Regions from separate parts of the Mus musculus genome. Here region 1 is linked to region 2. A link is a contact called in public Hi-C data. All regions are on one chromosome and are shown on one strand. The core of a region is the stretch at or near the end of the contact, and the rest is flanking DNA. Distances in the headings are between cores, read along the strand shown.

Region 1 (6,067 bases), core at 353-2,852, 1.4 Mb after region 2:
CCCTCTGAGCGGGGGTGGGGTGGGGCGGGGGAGTCTCCCTTTCTTATCAATGTACCCTGGCACCTCAGGTCACTGCAGGTATATCCTCTCCCACTGAAACGCATTTATTTCAGTTCCTAGTTTGTATTGATGATCTCTCATTTTTATTCTGAACATTCTTCAGCTGATCTTAAAGATTATTGTTGTGGGGTTTTTTTTCTAGAAATTCTCAGAATCAACTGAGATTGATATTGAGATTTAATAGATAAAATTTTCAAGGTCAGAGGATTTTTTAAGTTACGTTTTGATGGCTGTGGTTTCTGGTTTTATAATATAATTAATTAAAAAATATTGTTCATGTTATGTTTCTTCATGTACTTTATCAAGGTATGCCTATTTTTGCCTCTGAATGTAAATTCTAGGCAATTTTAATAAATAATTTTGTTAAATTGCAGCTGGTTTAAGAGATTGTGTTATACACTATTATTATTTATGTATTTCAATTTTTCTCTAAATTAATTGTAATTCTTTCTTTATGATTATGGGCTATATACTTTTTCATAACTTTCTTTTAACCACAAAACACAACATATGGAAAAATTCTTAAGATGTGCTTTATTTAGATGGTTTGGGGTCTAAGTTTCTCTTTTTTTATTTAAGAAAATTTCTGTTCTTTTTTATAAGCATTTTCTTGCTATTTTTTGTCTGTCATCCATCTTTTTTTTTTTTTTTTTTCCTGAAATTCTCATCATTCCTGACTTACTTTTACTTTTGTTGTTGTCTTTGGGTGTGGCAGGGTGGTGGTTTTATTTATGTGTGGCAGGGTGGTGGTTTTATTGGGATCAACCCTAGTTTTCCCCTTTTATAGAGAGTGAAGACATTAGTTGACTGATGGATTCTGTCCCAGTTGTCTAATTTATAATATTTAAATGTCTAATGTTAAATGTTTAATGTGACATTTAATAGCCATTATTGTTGAGAAAAGTGGACCAAGATTCATATAAGAAAGACTACGGAGAGAGTTGACCATCCCTTTACAGAAGTGGTTGGGAAAAGCCACCCAGAATGTGATTTTTGCACAAACACTTCAGATTGGTGAAGGAACGAGTGTTTTGGATAAATGAGGCAAGAATGTTCCTGGAACAGCGTGGGCTGAGGCCCGGCAGCAGCAGAATCCCCATGCTTGGATGCCTGATCACCTTTTACCCTTCCAAACCCCAATGATCCTTGACTATAATGATCTTCAGGTCTCTGATGTTTCAATGTGAACTTCGTATTCTACCTCCAGGTCCTCAGATAAAGATCTCAGCGATAGCTTTGGGCTGTTTATCCAAAGCTTTACGGCTACAGGGGACATTTTTGTTGTTGCAACATACACATTAATGACTAACGAGTATTCAAAAGGCACAAAAACATCCACTCTCTGTATTCAGAAATGATAGGATCTTTTGAAGCCATTTGGTTTAAACTAGCTTTATCTTTTAAAAGCACAAATCCTTAACAAACAAAACAGAAAACTGTATGGCAAAGAAAGTAGCAGGAAAAGAGAGAAAGCAAGGATGAGTTTAATTTGTAAACGGAAGGGCAGAATTAAGGATGGTAACAGCGAAGGGACAAACTTTGTATCTCTACGGGGGAATTACTTCTGCCTTCTCTACGTAGTTTATTTGAAACACTTGAACTTCCTCTTTCCCTTTTCCATTTTCCTCTTTACGTCTCATTTTCTTGAGCCCAGCTGTCACAGTGAAGTCTGCCTAAGTCACAATTCATATGGAAAACTGAACCGTGCATTGTAAAATAGGACACAAAACAAAAGACTTCATCGGAGCTGAGCTCATCGCTCTTACACAGACCAGCGCAAACCCTTCAACAGTGTTCCGCACAGCCTGGGACGGTTCCTGCATTCTTAGTGTGCTACTGCCCCCTGCTGGTCATGCGGCAGCATTGACTCCAGCCACGAAACCTTCTCCAGTAAGGAAACACTGCGTGTTTCCTGCTCGCTCTCAGAAAAGTTAATGAAGATTTGAACAGACCGGTTCAGAGACTCCGAATAAAAGAAACGATTAGAGTTTCTGTCTTGTTTGGGGGCGCTTTTCGTTTTGGGTTTTGTTTCGTTTTTCTTATGAGTTCAGTTCCCCTTTCAAGTTTGTGAGGGAAGCAAAACACAAGGTCAGTAAGGTAACGTAAAAACAACCAGGAGATTAAAAACTAAGGCGGAGGCAATAGAAGTACAAAAGGAGTAGGCGACGGCGATGTCCACGCAGCAAGGTCAAGGCAGTCAGTCCCATAAAACCCTGTCGCCTTCCCCTAGGTGCTCGAGCAGAAGCACACTTCATGGAGGAACCTGGGTGGGTCCTTTGTGAGGTTCGGTTTTGCTGCTGGATTTGGTTACAGATGTTTCTCAAAGCGATTAGGATTTGGATTGGGGCCTCTACGGCAGGTCCCCGGCACACAACCCATGGATCTCATTTCCTGAGTGGTTCTTAGACATCCAAACAGGTCAGGGTCTCTTTCTTGGATGTCAGCCAGGAGCAACTGCGAGGACCTGAGCGAGCTTAGGTGTTGGGTGTTATCAGTTCCAGGCTTCCACGCCCTGACTTGTGTGGGTTCCTGCAAACCAGCACCCAGTAGGCTGAAGCAGCAGGTACCAGGATCCGCCAAGTGGCCTGAGGCTCTGCGGATGCTAGAGCCTTACTCAGCATTTGAGCCAGCTCACTGTCTTTCTCTGTGAGTCACATGGTTAGAGCCAATTCTTCCGCCTTCTGCCTATTCACATCCTTATTACATCAGTGTAGGGTACCTGAGGAAGGCTCGGTGTGGGAAATTACAAGTTTGACTCCTTTCCACAGGCCTGATGACAGTGAAGCCCATGTTCAAAAGAGAGCTTACACTTAGGATTCTTGAATAAATACCAGTTTACCATTGTTTTACTGTGCTAAGTTCACAGTTTTCTGGCACTCTCTTCTGTCTTTGGGGGCTGTTTATAACCCAAGTTGTTACCAATTAACTGTCTTACTTAATTTGTAAATTGCATATGTAAATTGTATATCTTTTTTTAAAAAAAGGAAAAAGAAAAACTGTAAGCATTCAATGGTCCATAAATTTCTATAAGTTGGTGAGCCACAAATCTTCTCTCTAAGCACCCTACAGGATGTACTCCAGTTAAAGTTTTATATTTTTTTTTCCTTCTGAGGTTCAGGGACTCACATGCTGACGATGCTGGAACTCTGTCATTGAATAACATCCATGCATAGGTATGCATGCACAGTGCCCATACATGTCAAATATCATTTAATTATGTGCACATATGCTTCAATGTGTTTATGTGCACCATATACATACAGAAGCTCATGAAGAGCAGGGTCTGACTGGATAGTTGTGAATCTCTGTGTAGGTATTGCAAATTGAACCCGGGTCTCTGCAAGAGCAATAGGCAGTCTTAACCACTGAACCATGTCTCCTGCTCCAGAAAATATTTTCAAAATCATCTTTATGATGCTTACTTTTAAATAGCATCCCCTCTCAATTCAATTTGTTCCAGGGTTCTAGGTGTTTAAAAGTAATTTGTATCCGAGAGACTGATTTTTATAATTGATGCAGAGGTGTGCTTATCACCCAGAGCTCATTTGTAACTGGAAGGGTCATCTGTTAATCATGTCACGTCTATTTCATATTTACTGTGAGTCCTTATGACCACTGGATTAGGTTCAAAGCTAACTTTAAAGCTCACGCGTACGACTGTGAGTTGCATTTGCTCAAGTTCCAGGAAATCTCACTTGCAGAACAGATCAGGTCTCTGTGATTGGGCCTTTCGTACTTTGCCTGGGTTTCTATTGCTCAATTTTCTCTTGACATTAATGCTGCCGACTGGAATGAAGGTGAGTTACAGTCCGGGTTTGCTTGTCTGTGTCCTCAGCAGCCTGCTACAAGAGGTACAAGGGGCAGGAGTGGGTGAGCAGAGCCTCACACTCACAGGCTCTGCTCCTCCCAAGGACAGAAAGATGCTCTTTGCCTGTTAGGGACATATTGCACATTAGCCTGTCCCCTCTTGTGACAAAGCAACTCTTCTCCTAAAAGCAAGAAACAGCATGGGCTGGAGAGATGGCCCAGTGGTTAAGATCGCTGGCTGCTCTTCGAGAGGATCTGTGTTCAATTCCCAGTTCCCACTCGACAGCTCGAAACTGTAACTTATGTTCCAGTGGAATCTGACTCCCTCACACAGACATGCCTGCAGACCAGACACCAATGCACATAGACATAAAAAATAAAAAAAAATTACTTATGTAGTCTGTATAGTGATATGCATGGCAGCTGGGGCTACATGGAAGGCTCTCTCAAAACTAAAAACATTCTGATTTCTCCTCTGGCTGAGGGGCTATTGGCAGTTGATAGCAGCTTGGGGAAGGGAAGAGCCGCCTTCAGGGTGGGACTGTTCGTCAGTTCCCTATGTTTGAAGGTATGATTATCCCTTTTGACTCAATAGTTTATTAAAAAAAAAAAAACCAAACCAAGAAGACGTGAAGTGGGGAGGGTGTTTGGTGTGGAGGAGTCTAGGGGGAGCAGGGACTGAGTCATAAGATATGGATACGGTCAAGTCATGTTATATACATTTATGAAATTCTTGAACATATTTAAAAACTTCCATTGATCTGGGAGGTAGCTCAATGATTGACACTGTGCCCTATGTACACAAGGCCTTGGGTTTTATCCCCAGCACTGCAATAAAAACAAACAAATAAACAGAATGGAAAATAGAAATGTCCCCCTATTGTTTTGTAGGATGTTTCTTCCAAAATTTGACTGAATGCTGATCCAAGCAGCTTCATGCAAGAATGCGATGTGATTCCAGTTATTTCTTTGGTGATAGTTACATACCCAGACTCCAACGAGTGGTGGATAATTTTGAGAAAACATATTTTATACTAATCTTAAGGTTGTCTTTCAGGTCACCTGGTAAAAGAACGAAGCCACGGGCAGCTGAGGATGGGCCCTCTGTGAAGTTCTTCACAGCCTTGAAACACTCGTCAATCACTCTAACTTCACCAGGATTTTGTCCACATAACTGTACTTTATGCATGGTTTAAGGGTAAACCAGTGTTCACATCACACAGCACCTTTTGTAGTCAGAAGGTTCTCCAGTTCATGAGAATTCCTGACCATTCTCCTTTCAGCTAAAAGCAAATACAGATTGTATATATATCACACAGTAAGGTAGGTTGAGCATTGCAAAGAGAAGCACAAATAAAGTGTCTAAATATCTTAGGCATCATAAATTTATTTATTTACTCAGATAACTTCATGGATAGTGAATTTAATTTACTTGCTGTCTTAGTTAGGGTTTTACTACTGTGAACAGACACCATGACCAAGGCAACTCCTATAAAGACAACATCTAATTGGGGCTGGATGACAGGTTCAGAGATTCAGTTCAGTATCATCAAGGCAGGAGCATGGCAGCATCCAGGCATGCATGGTGGAGGAGGAACTGAGAGGTCTACATCTTCATCAGCAGGCCTTTAAGAGAAAACTAGCTTCCAGGCAGCTAGGAATAGGGTATTAAAGCCCACGCCCACAGTGACACACCCACTCCAACAAGGCCACACCTCCTAATAGTGTCACTCTCTAGGGCAAGCATATACAAACCATCACTTGCTTTGATAAAATGTGTTTGTGTATTTTTATGGCTGATGGAAGTGGAATGTCTTGAGGGAGATGTTCCTTGCTTTATGATCTGGACAAAGGGCCTGCGTGGCTAGCAGTGGCCCTGAATCTGGGTGAGTCTTTGCATCTCTACAGCAAATCCAACGTATCCCACTAAAAAACATTTATTAAACTCACAGTTGGAGAGGTTGAAAGTACAAGCTCAAGTGACTCCATTGTTTCGGCCTCTGTGAGCAACTACTGATGGCAGGAGCCCTCGCATCTTCAACTGGATGGAAGAAGAGAGATGGAGAGAAGGAGGGAAGATAGGAGAGAGAGAGAGAGAGAGAGAGAGAGAGAGAGAGAGAGAGAGAGAGAGAGAGAGAAAGAGAGAGAACCTAAGATCTTACAACATCCCACAAGCCCTTTCCAGAGCATGCCCAAGCAT
Region 2 (5,721 bases), core at 809-3,308:
CTATGGGAACTTGTTTTTTGACAAGGAAGCCAAAACAATAGAGTGGGTGGAAAAACGTCTTCAACAAATGGTTCATATCTATCACCTTGCACAAAACTCAAGTCCAAGTGGGTCAAGGACATAAACAAAACCAGATACACCCAATCAATAGAAGAAAAGGGGAGAATAGCCTTGAATTCATTGGCACAGGAGACAACTTTCTGAACAGAACCCCAGTGGCCTAGGTACTATGATTAACAGTCAATAAATGAGGCCTCATGAAATTGAAAAGCTTCTCTAAGACAATGGACAAATCGGCAGTCTACAGAATGACAAAAGATCTTCACCAACCCTACATCTGACAGAGGGCAAATACCCAAAATATATAAAGAACTCAAGAAATTAGACACCAACAAACCAAATAACCCAGTTCAGAAAGGGAGTACAGAGCTTGACAGAGAATTCTCAACTGAGGAATCTTGAATGTTTGAGAAGCACTTAAAAGAAATGTTCAACATCCTTAGTCATCAGGGAAGTACAAATCAAAATGACCCTGAGATTCCATCTTTCATCAAACAGAATGGCTAAGATAAACAACTTAAGTGACAGCACATGCTGGCAAGGATGTGGAGCAAGGGGAAAACTCCTCCATTGGTGGTGAGAGTGAGACCTAATACAAACATTGTAAATCAATTTGGTGGTTTCTCAGAAAACTGGGAATCTTTTTACTTCAAGACCCAGCTATACCCAAAATATGCTACACTGTACCACAAGGACATTTGCTCAACTATGTTCATAGCAGATTTATTTGTAATAGTGAGACATTGGAAAGAACCTAGATGTCCCTCCACTGAAGAATGGATAAAAAATATGTAGTAAATTTACACAATGAAATACTACTCAACTATCAAAAACAAAGACATCATGCAATTTGCAGGCAAATGGATGGAACTACAAAATATTGTGCTGAGTGAGGTAACACACTCCTAGAAAGACAATTATGGTATGTACTCACTCATAAGTTGATATTAGCTATAAAATACAGGATAACTAGGCTAAAATCCACAGACCCAAAAAAGCTGAGTAACAAGAAGGGCCCAAGGGAGGATACTTGACCTAGGCCCCCTACACATATGTAGCAGATGTGCAGCAGGGTCTCGGTGTGGGTCCCTTAACCATGTGGAGTGCAATGTAGATGGGGTGGGATGACTCTGACTCGCTTTGCCTCGCTTTGGTTTTCCTTAGCTGGGCCACTTCGTCTGGCCTCAGTGGGAGAGGTGTACCTAATACTGCTGTGATTTGATGTGCAAGGGTTGGTTGGTACCCACAAGGGGCCTTCGGTTCTCAGAAGAGAAGAGGACGGAGAATGGGGGAGGAGAGGAGAGGAGGGAATGGGGGCTGAGATCAAGGTGTAAAGTGAATAAAATAAGTAAATAAATTAAGGAGAAATGTGCCAGCTCTCTTGGCAGGTCTAGGCCGAGAGGAGAGAACTTGGTCTGGGACTGAAGAGGGATGGTGAGTGTCACACAGCTCAGATCTCCAGCACTCTGAAGAATTGCCTCCTGCCCTCCATAACTACCCGGAGCAGGGAGTCTGTCAAAGCAGGAACTCATTTAATTATATCAATCTTTTGTTTAAAAAGGGCTGAGAAAGGAGGTAGGGTTTTTTTGCTGAGGTGAGATGACTTAGGGGGAGGGGAAGGGTGACGAAGAGTATGGGGTGACTGACAGCCAACAAAGTTATTCTATGTCAGCAGTAGTTAGGCAAAGGCAGGCTTAAGCAGGTCATGCTGAGTCACTCTAGTAGGGAAGTGACTGAGCAAAACTTTTCAAAACTTGAGCCAGGCTCAGGTTTGTCCTCAAGGCCCAAAACAGGGCCAAAATGGGGCCCAACAGAAATGCTGTCAATATTGTTGACTCTTAGAAGTGAAAATAAGTTTCCTTGGCCATCACTTCATATGATCATCAGAAACATAGAAGTAGCAGCGTTGGTGAGGACATAGAGCTAGAGAGCAGATAAGCACTGTTGACAGAGATGTACTACCACAAAGATGCTCTGGAGGTTTCTTAAGAACTGAAGGGAAATTGCTAAATGACTATCTATGATCAGCAATCTGAGGTGTGGGGATACCACACCAGAGTGAGTGAGATGAATGACTTGAAGAAATTACTGAATCCTGTTGTTTGTTGTGGTGCTATTCATAATGGCCAAGAGAGTAGGTTTAACTCCGTGTTCGTGAAGGATGAAGCGATAGGAAAGAATGTGCTGTGTGTTCATAACTAATGGACAAATAGTATTCAGCCTAAAGAATGTGCAACAATATGGGGGAACTTGGGGGACTTTGTGCTTAGTGAGATAAGCAAGGTAAAGGCAAGTCACATACAATCTCACTAAATTTGGGGTGTTAATTTCCTGAACTCAGCAGACTTGTGACACGGCATGATGGTTATAGTAAATAACAATTTTGAAATATTTGAAAATCACTTAAAAGAATATATTAATTTTTTTCTTTATGAAAAATAATTGATATGTAAGGTACAGATATATTAATTACCTGGGACAAGCCATTCTACTATGTGTACTTATGTCAAAGCATCATTTTATAAAATACATATGTACATATTTTGTCAATTTTTAAAACAAGATTTAAAAATATTGAAAAGGTGGCTATGTACTTCATAATTTTGTGTTATAATTCTATAACAACTGAAACCATTTCCCTTCTGTGAATTTCCCTCTAAGTTAGCTTGGTTTCCTTATTAGTGTTTCATACAGTAGCTTTTTGAGTGTTATTGACCTAAATAGTTGAATGTGTTTGAAATATAAAATTCATAAATGTTGGCAAATGTGTTACCAGTAAAACTATTTCTACGGACATATCCACTGCCCCTTCCCATGAACTAGAAGCCTTCTGTCTCAGCCCAAGTTTCTGTCAACCACTAATATGCTTCCTGTCAGATATGCACTGGGTGGAATTTTCTAGAACTTTGAAATTCAGAGCAATCCACTGGGTTTGTGTGTCTAATTTTAGTAAGCCTGATTATTTTGAAAGTCAGGCTTATTGTGCTGTTTTCCTATATTTTGGAACACACACTGTGTGTGTGTGTGGGGCGGGGGGGGGGGGGCAGGGTTTATTAACCTATTTAACTCCTGATAGATGTCTGGCTTGTTTCCTGACAGTTGCTATGCCATGCATAACCCCATAGCCTGATTACTTTGTTTATTACTTTTATGGTTCCAGAGAACAGATCTCCACTTCATTCAGTGATCAGCACAAAGAGAAAACCAGCTCAGAAAATGTTTTAGGGAGCAAGTTCTGGGCAATGAGAGGAAAAGGAGAATGTGCCAAATGCTTGATGTGCCGCTGACAGCCGCCTTGGCTTCCTTCTGTGTGTATTTCCTAACCAAGCAAATCATGTCTGGAGTCTCAGACCTACCAGCAGCCCAGTGTTAACACTGTAGTTGATTTATGGATTACGTGAGTCAATGGTGGATTTGGCCTCCTGCGATGAAGGGTGGGAAGTAACAGGGATATGCAGCTAATGTTTCCTAGGAACTGACCCCAGGGCTGGCTGCTTTCTAGCTATGATGCTCAGGTCTTTACTACTCCTACTTTTACAAAATGTTTTTGTCCTCTGGACCTGTCATGAATGTAGGCCAAGTAGTACCTGAATTCAACGTTTTGCCAACAAATATTACCAGATTTCTAGTCCCTCTCCAATGATTTAAACTGTTTCAGTTGAATCTGCTTCTAGATTGGCCAAGCTGATATTTTCTTGGCACACTGTCATAGTAAGGATTTCTCGTGTTCTGATGAAATACCACGGCCACCCCAACCGAGGAGAAAGGGTTTATTTGGCTTATGCTTCCAAATTACTGTTCATCATGGAACGAAGTCAGGACAGGAACTCAAGAGAGCAGGAACCTGGAGGCAGGAGCTGATGCAGAGACCATGGAGGGGAGCTTTTCACATGCTTGCTCTCCCTGGATTATTCAATCCTCTTTCCTATAGAACTCAGGACCCCTAATCCAGAGGCAGCTCCACCCACAATGGGCTAGTCCTACCCATATCAACCACTAAAATGCATTACAGCTTGCCTGCAGCAGACCCACAAAGACCTTTGCTCAGTTGAGTCTCTTTCCTCTCCTAATGACTCTATCTGGTGTCAAGTTGAAATAAAGAGAGCCAGAACAGACACTTTAACAAGTGAGTCACAAGCTAATAGATGACAAAATAGCTGCAGAAGTTTGCATCTAGATTATAGTTTTTGTTTTGTTTGTTTGTTTTGCTTTTTATTTTTTATCTTTATTTTTGCTTTTTAAAAAATAACACGTATTCTGTAAACTCTAAAAGCAATGTAAGATCAGTCAATTGTTTCCTCAAGCCTCATGCTTTTCTCTAAACTGTTTCATGGATGGTTTTCCACTGTGTGCATGTTTCTGATGTCTGCAAATACTTCTGACTTTTTATATTTGCTTTTGTGGACCAGTTGATCTGGGAAGCTTGGATGAAGAATTACTGACAGCAGAAGTAACACTTGCTAGTTGTCAAAGCACAGCTAGAAGCTCAGGCTTCATCTTGAAACTGGAGACATGGGCTTGCTCCCCTAAGGTCTACTGCTTTTATCAAAGTACTTATAGCATATATACATATATACATATGATATCATATATATGAATACTTAAAGCATATGTATTCAAAGTACTTACAGCATATATATGTGTGTGTGTGTGTGTGTGTATATATATGTATATATAGTATGTATATATTTTCAATGTACTAACAGTATATTATTTACCTTCTTGAATATATGTATACACACACACACACACACACACACACATATATATATATATGTATACATATATGTCATATATATGCTGTATATATATTCAAGAATAGTGGCTTTGGAACTTTGGAAAAGTAGATAAGAAATGTCAATTCACTGACAAAATCTTATTTGACTATATTTAAAGTCTTTTCTGTCTTTACTCATTTGAGTTTTTAGTTATTTTTTAATGGGAGAAAGTATTTATTTAGCTCACAATTTTAAGTTCTGGTTAATTATGGCAGGGAAACAGCAGTGGCTAGAGATTGAAGCATCAGGTCATATTATGTGCATGGTCAGAGGAAGAAAGCAATGAATGCCCAAATGCTTGTGCTCAGCCTCCTCTTTCCATATTTATGCAGTCCAGGATTCCCTGCCCAGGGACTGCTGCAAACCACAATGGTGGGTCTTTCTACCTCAATTAATGTGATGTTATTTTGTAGAATCATCATGGTAGTTTTCTTTAGTCTATAATCTTGTTACATACCCTGTATGTCTTACGGACTTGGTATTTTCAATTTCATCTTATAAGCACTTCAAATGTCATCACAAACCTTAATAAACATTTAAGTGGACACTCAATATTATTTGATCTATTGCTTATTGCACTATTTTCCTCTTCTGAGTCTCAAGACACATCCCCTTTGCTCCCTCTGGTGAATAACGTTATAAGTACTTTTTCTGTTATAAGGTTCAATTTATACTAGAGTCCCCGAACTGAAATTGCTAAGCAAATAATAATATGAGTTTTTTCCCCAATTCTTGATACATTCTTTAAAATTCAATATAATATTTTATTAATTCTTTGAGAATTTCATACATGGATAAGGTGTTTTTATAAATCATATTTACTCCTCACTCCTCTCCCTAGCTCCTCCCAGATATATCCCAACCCCTTTCCTGCTTCCCCATC

What was found. Hi-C and Micro-C count contacts between places; a contact is called where the count stands out from the background.
Region 1: a contact with region 2 is called in a Hi-C map of Th2 cells, with 3 times the contacts expected there. The contact joins two enhancer-like sites. A contact is called at or near these places in 4 of 39 promoter capture datasets (the 3T3-L1 cell line, hippocampal neurons and second pharyngeal arch cranial neural crest), 2 of 484 Hi-C or Micro-C datasets (Th2 cells and cortical neurons) and 3 of 115 datasets of contacts at active chromatin or transcription factors (astrocytes, forebrain and large pre-B cells).

Annotation. Positions count from the first base shown.
Region 1 is chr16:50,735,064-50,741,130 of GRCm38.p6, forward strand. No RefSeq gene overlaps it. Among named protein-coding and RNA genes, the nearest start is that of Dubr, 5.3 kb to the left of the region's middle. Within about 2 kb of position 1,603, at least 196 of the 459 cell types and tissues checked have an H3K27ac peak or open chromatin away from gene starts, as enhancers often do. A contact at or near this core is called in Th2 cells, where this site is marked.
Region 2 is chr16:49,329,168-49,334,888 of GRCm38.p6, forward strand. No RefSeq gene overlaps it. Among named protein-coding and RNA genes, the nearest start is that of 1700026J12Rik, 76 kb to the left of the region's middle. Within about 2 kb of position 2,059, at least 37 of the 459 cell types and tissues checked have an H3K27ac peak or open chromatin away from gene starts, as enhancers often do. A contact at or near this core is called in Th2 cells, where this site is marked.